2 separate regions of the Zea mays genome follow, and region 2 is linked to region 1. Evidence: chromatin contacts called from public Hi-C data. All regions are on one chromosome and are shown on one strand. Each heading gives the region's core, a stretch centred on a gene start, on an enhancer-like site or on the middle of the called end of the contact. The rest is flanking DNA. Distances are from core to core; before and after follow the strand shown.

Region 1 (3,191 bases), core at 490-2,989:
CTAATCCATACTTAGCTTCAATACCGCATTTGCAGAGTACTGGATCAAATTTGACCTCTTCTGCCGCCCACCCCATGTATCTCTTTTCCTTTACCTCTGGCTCTGGCCAATGGGACAAAGGACCATACAACCACTCTCTGAAACGACACTTACGCCACCCGTATGGCTGCAGGAGAAAAAATTAGTAATTTATTGTAAATAAAAACTAGTTCATATATTTAGCGTATCAATGGGCTCACATAATCAATGTTCGGACAACAGAACTGCTTGTCATAGTCTTCGTCGATGACAGCACGGTCTCCACAATCGCATCGAGGCGGTGAGTCCATCCGTCTTTCTGTTGCTACCTCCTTCTCTGCATCCGTCATTGGTGGAGGATTCGGGGGAGGAGGTACCCAACGCTTAAAACGCTCATGACTGGTCCTTCCACTCAACCAATTAACGAAAAGAAGATATCGAGGGTCAAATTTATCAGGACCATCGATCCACTGGAAAAAGAAACACCTCTGATGTCCCTAAAATAATGGAAAGATGCACTATTACATATCTACAAAATAATGAACGCGAACAAAGTTAAGTGACAAGTCATAAGCTACGTACGTCCAAAGTGCCACAAAGGTAGTAGCAGCGAGCAGCCGTGTCTGGATGTTGTGATTGATGTACCCAAGCCAGTCTGCCACAGTCACAGTTAGGCACGGGGAGTTCCGGAGGAACAGGAGCATCCTTACTAGATACGTCCGGATATAACTCACGAGGACGACCTCTCTTCTGCCACAACGCCTCTCGGTACATGTCTTTCATCTAATAAACGATTATAATTATCACTTGTACCTATTATGCTTTATAATAAGTCTACACAAACTAATATTCGAAATAATAATATAATAGGTGTATACAAATTATTTAACTAACAACCCAATATACTAAACGAATCAGTTCGAAATCATACCTTGGCCTACGAAGTGAACCAACTCAAATCTTTGAATCCAGCAATTTTTGACGAAGTTTGGAAATGGAATGAAATGAGCTGCTCTCGGCCAGCCGCGCGGGCGTTTTTATAGGCATTTGTAGCTCGGCGCCAAGATCTGTGGCGCCGAGCTACGAGGCCGCGCCGCCGCCACGTCAGAGCGGCCACGTCACAGCTCGGCGCCATAGGCTGTGGCGCCGAGCTGTGTTAGCTCGGCGCCACGGCCTATGGCGCCGAGCAAAGGGTCCAAAACTGCATTTAAAATTTTTTTAGGTCTAAACGTAAATTTACTTCGGTTTAGGGGCTAAAATACAAAAAATTCGGTCAGACTGTCAGTCAAAAGGCATCCCATCGGCGCGACGTCACCTGTCTCCCTCTCCGCGGCGTCATCGCGCTGCCTGTGCCTGCTCCGCTTTTTCCCCCGCTTCGCATTCCGCGGCCGAGGGAGGGATTTCTTGCGTGAAGCCGTTGCCTTGTGCCGCCGGTGTGGATTAGGTGACGTGCCCCAGAGGAAGAGGAAACTGCGCGCGGTTGAGTTGAGTGGTGGTAAACCTGACCCTGGCCTGGTGTCCCGAACTCCCCCGAAAAACAATAAGAAAAATGACTTTGAACAGGTCAATGGAGTAAAGTAATAACGGAGAGGCAGGAAGCTTCTTCAGCTGCGTGTGCGACACGAGTTCGAGCAACAGCAACAGTCGACGCTCGACAGCTGCTGGGACTGTGGGGCTCGCGGTACGGTCTAGCAGTCTGCGCATGTTTTTAACAGGTCGCATGTCCTGTCCTTGTCTGGACTCTGGTTGCTGCAAAAGTCTCGACTCCGGAGTCTGGATCGACCGTGTGGCGAGCTGGCCACGCAGACGCAGCTTCCTTGTGGTCCAAGCCTAATCTTGGATTTGTTTGCCTAACAGCAGCGCTCACGGCCACCGCTGTCCACACGTCCAAAAGGGCGACAGCAACAGTGTATGTCCACCATTTTCACGGGTGACACCAGCATTGTGAGGAGACAGACAGTTCGGCGGCGGGTTTTTTTTTTCTTTCGTTGATGCGATTGCGCTGTGCGCCTGTGCCGGCATGTTCCTCCCCTGGCCTTACACGTCTGGATGATTTCAAATGCATTAGACTGTGTTCAACGCATCCCGCCAGCCTCCCTCTCCACTACCTGTGACGGCTACAGGCATCTCCTTCACCCTTCAACGCATGACGCTATATTTTCCTCTAGCGGCAACAGTGCAAGGGGAGAGGCCAGTACTCCGCCAGATTAAGAGTGCGCTGTGGCAGCCCCCTTTCCTCGCTATGCGTGCGCGTCAATGTTTGTTAGAGGAGAGAAAAATGATAATAGATGATGAAAAGATATGGAAAATAATATTTTATGGTTGTAGTGGGGTATAGGGGAATGATTTAGGGGGAACCGCTGTATACGGTGGAGATATAGGGGGAAGAGAACGTTGACGTGACACGTGAGTGGGATATAGGGGGAGAAATTTGGGGGTAACCGCTGAACGCAGTCTTAGCATGGCAGGGATGTACACTATCCATGTTTTTGGTTTTCGTATACGAAGAGCCTGACTCTCCATATGCATTGACCATGACTCGACTTATGTTTGATTCGCTGCATGTAGCCATACTGGCGCGCACACACTGATACAATCTAGACTTATTTGTCCGCATCCACTTATACGCAGAAATTGGTCGTACCAAGTGAAACAGGCTCATGCGAGCTTGGCTACGCACGTCCATTCATCCAATCATTCTTGAGCTATACATACATGTACAATGGTGTTATAGCTTGGAGCAACTATGACGAGGTCGAGGAGATACCTGCGCGAACGTTGATTCGCATGCCAGCATTGTCCCATTTTTATATACACGATGTGAAGAGGCCCCACAACCAATAAATTATTGTGCCTCCAATTAAGACATGGCGGGTAGAGTCGAGCTCGATCCTCTAGCGAGATTGGCTTAAGATCAACCCAATATTCTCCCTATTGATCTCATACCTAGTCACTTAAACTTAGAACTTTTCTTAATAGCTTATTTTTTAGCTTGCAGGCTTTACTCCTCAATAGATTAGTACACCAAGATCAAAGCATTATAATAGCTAGTTACACAGTACTAAACTCAACGACTATAGTGCACCTTTCTACATCAAAGCGAAGAACTTATTCTTGAGGAAGATAGTTACATCAATTAATACAGAATCTCGGGTACTCCATTAAACCCCAAG
Region 2 (3,108 bases), core at 148-2,647, 82 kb before region 1:
ATATCTTTGGTGATAAGATAGCCAATCTGAATATTTGGAAATCGACCTTCAAGGACAAACTTGGTTTTGTTTGTGTCAAGGTCAAGCAACTATCAAGTGCTCGATTATTTTTGTGTAGTTTTGTTGCTCTTTTTTCTTAGCTCTATGAGCTTTCTAATTTGTTTCTTATATGTATAAGAACTAGCATGAGTGATAGCGAGGACACGGGACTCGGGCAAATTCGGGAGGAGACATTGGTGCAGCGGGACTGGAGGGAGGGTGTGGAGCGGAGCACTTAGTTGGACGACGACGGCGAGGTAGGGAGTAGGCATGGACGCGAAGGGAGGATCGACATGGGAATCTGGTGTGTTGGAGGGGAGGGGCGGACCGCAGACATGATGCACATCACGTGTGCGGCTATTTTGAATCAAACAAAAATGTCGGGTTCGAGAACCAGGCCACGCGTCGGCACGCGAGAGGTTGAGGATGCTTGGAACGAGGAGTCCTCAATCCCCAGTGGCTTTTAATAAACGGGGATATTAGGGGACTCCCCTTCTAACAATTAAAAAGAAAAAAACAAGAACATGATGCTATCTTTCTTTATAAACCAAAGAAAAAAACAGAAAATGAGAACCATATCGTCGTTTAGTTTCTGTGGCTAAAGTTTAATCTGTGTCATATCTGATGTTTGAATATTAATTATGACTATTAAATATAGATTTAATTAGGTTTATTAATTTGTCTCGTCGTTTAGTTTTCATTTGTATAATTAGTTTCATAGCCTGGTTTAGTTTTTATTTGTATAATTAGTTTCATAGCGAGACTATATTTATTACTCTTAATTGTCATTTAGACAACCGATGTGACATGGACTAAACTTTAGTTTAATGGAACCAAAAAACTAAATAGACCCTTAGAACTTGTTTGAATGCATGTGGATTGAAGTACATATAATCCCTTGCTAATAAAAAAATAACTAGCCAAAGATTATATGCACCTCAACCTCAATCCCTATGCATCCAAACAAAGGACTCTAAGAGTCAAAATAGGGGATGGTATGTACTACTGATCGTCAATCCTGTTATAGGGCTCCTTTGGATTACAAAAATTTTAGAGAAATTATACACAAATTTCACAGAAATTGATTTATTTTTACAGAAAAACACAGAAAATAGAAAAAAATACATATTTCAGGCCTATTTTGGATACTCTAGTATTGAAGTGGTTTGGAAGGATTGGAGAGTGCATGAATCCACAATAGATTAAAAACTCTAACAATACATCTTAATCCACTCTCATCTCTTTCATTACTAGAGTAACCAAACTAGGGTTCAAAGGGATTCTATCCTCTCCTCCGCTTGGTTCGCGGGGCAGCCCAAAACGCCTTTAGAACTTTTCTGCTGATGGAAGAGCTGACGACGGCCATAGCCTCCCTTCTCGGCCATAGCCCATAGCCCCCCTTCTAGACAGTTCCGTCACATGGCAGACACTTAATTCAAACAATTAATTTCTTTAAAAAAACTTTTGTAAGTGCTCAGTTGTACTAGCACCAGTGCGGCGCCCATATGTGATTATATTTTCCCTATCTTTTTGTTTTTTAAAAGAAGAATATACGGTGATGTCCCGACAAGCTACCAGATCCATCTGCGAGTGTCCCTTTGGTTTGTTGAGTACTGTACCTGTACTACTCCGGAATGGCCGTTGGCCAACGCCCATCGTGCTCACTGCTCAGAGATCACAAGGGAGGCGTGGTAATTGTTTACGGTTGCGCATACAATCCACAGATCCCACGAAATGCACATGCTCAGTGAGGAGCCACACACGGGCCCACATTTCGCACTCCACCTGCCTAGTTCGCCTCGCTATTGACAACCAATGTCTCGTTCTGAGCTCCGAATCTTTTGCGATGGTGGGGTGATTGCGCGCGTCGTATAAAACACTAGTTTACACTAATTTATACTTGAACTATACTGTTTATATAATGCAGTTTGAGATAAGAGATGAGATACGAAAGAGGCTATAGCTGAATTGGTTAGGTGGTCTGAGTAGCATTTCTCAGATCCTGAGTTAAAATTCTAATGGAAACGAATTTCAAACTAAGATTAAAAAGTCACTCGCTGATTTTTCCTAGTTATGTGTACATATAAGATAGACTGATTTATAAGAGATGTATTCTCGTGTAAAGGCTAGGAAGGCTTAAAACGCACTTAGTAAAGTTCTGATTTATAGGGACCCTTGTGCTGCACTAGGGCTAGATTTCGCAATACAATACGGTGGATGATCTTTTCTCTATCGTATGAGATACCGTGGATGATCGGCTCTATCTCGGCCGAGAAATAAGAGATAGGATGACTAAGGGGGTGTTTGGTTACACCCCGCTAAAATTTAGCTCATGTCCCATCGAATGTTTGAAACTCCGTTCCGGTTATTAAATGTAGTCGGATTATAAAACTAATTTGTCAGCCGAAGATTAAAAGACGAGACGAATCTAGTCTAGTTGGTTGGGTCTATATTTCATACTCTTATTTAAAAGTCAAACGCTTAATGTGACACGAGCTAAACTTTAGCAGGAGCAACCAAACACCCTCTAAAACACAAGCTTTCAAGAGCGGTTGCCCGTGGCTTGAAGCGTTTCTTTTTCCCTCGTCAACGGTTACGCGTACCGCGTACGTAGCCCAAACCACGGCAACCCAACTGCTCCCAATACAAGACTCTGCAGGCTGCATTCCCTCCAAAAGAAAACCTCATCAAACAGACAAGCACAATGGCTGACAACAACTGATCAGCTATCCAAACAGAACAATGTGTGCTGGGACTTTGTTTTTTGTGGCTTGGAGAATGAGACGATGTGTCGTTGTCTCACGTGGTAAGCTGGGATTTTTCTTCGTGCAGGCGAAATTATATATACTTTTTTCCAAACAGAACAATGTGTGCCCCCTCTGCGCCCAACCCTTTTAATACGCCCGTATATACGTGTACGAGCTGTCGTCCGATTTTTTTCCCCACACGTTTGGACTCATGTAGAAACTAAAAAAAATACTATATTTATATCCACTAGCACAAAATTACCCCATACACATACCCACCACGGATAATATGTACCTATCGAATACTCATACCCACCGACAT

The links. Hi-C and Micro-C count contacts between places; a contact is called where the count stands out from the background.
Region 2: a contact with region 1 is called in a Hi-C map of bundle sheath, with 3 times the contacts expected there. The contact joins two enhancer-like sites. A contact is called at or near these places in 4 of 25 Hi-C or Micro-C datasets (bundle sheath and leaf).

Annotation. Positions count from the first base shown.
Region 1 is chr1:231,562,424-231,565,614 of Zm-B73-REFERENCE-NAM-5.0, reverse strand. No RefSeq gene overlaps it. Among protein-coding and RNA genes, the nearest start is that of LOC100285702, 22 kb to the right of the region's middle. Within about 2 kb of position 1,739, at least 19 of the 20 cell types and tissues checked have an H3K27ac peak or open chromatin away from gene starts, as enhancers often do. A contact at or near this core is called in bundle sheath and leaf, where this site is marked.
Region 2 is chr1:231,643,785-231,646,892 of Zm-B73-REFERENCE-NAM-5.0, reverse strand. No RefSeq gene overlaps it. Among protein-coding and RNA genes, the nearest start is that of LOC100273810, 17 kb to the right of the region's middle. Within about 2 kb of position 1,397, at least 19 of the 20 cell types and tissues checked have an H3K27ac peak or open chromatin away from gene starts, as enhancers often do. A contact at or near this core is called in bundle sheath and leaf, where this site is marked.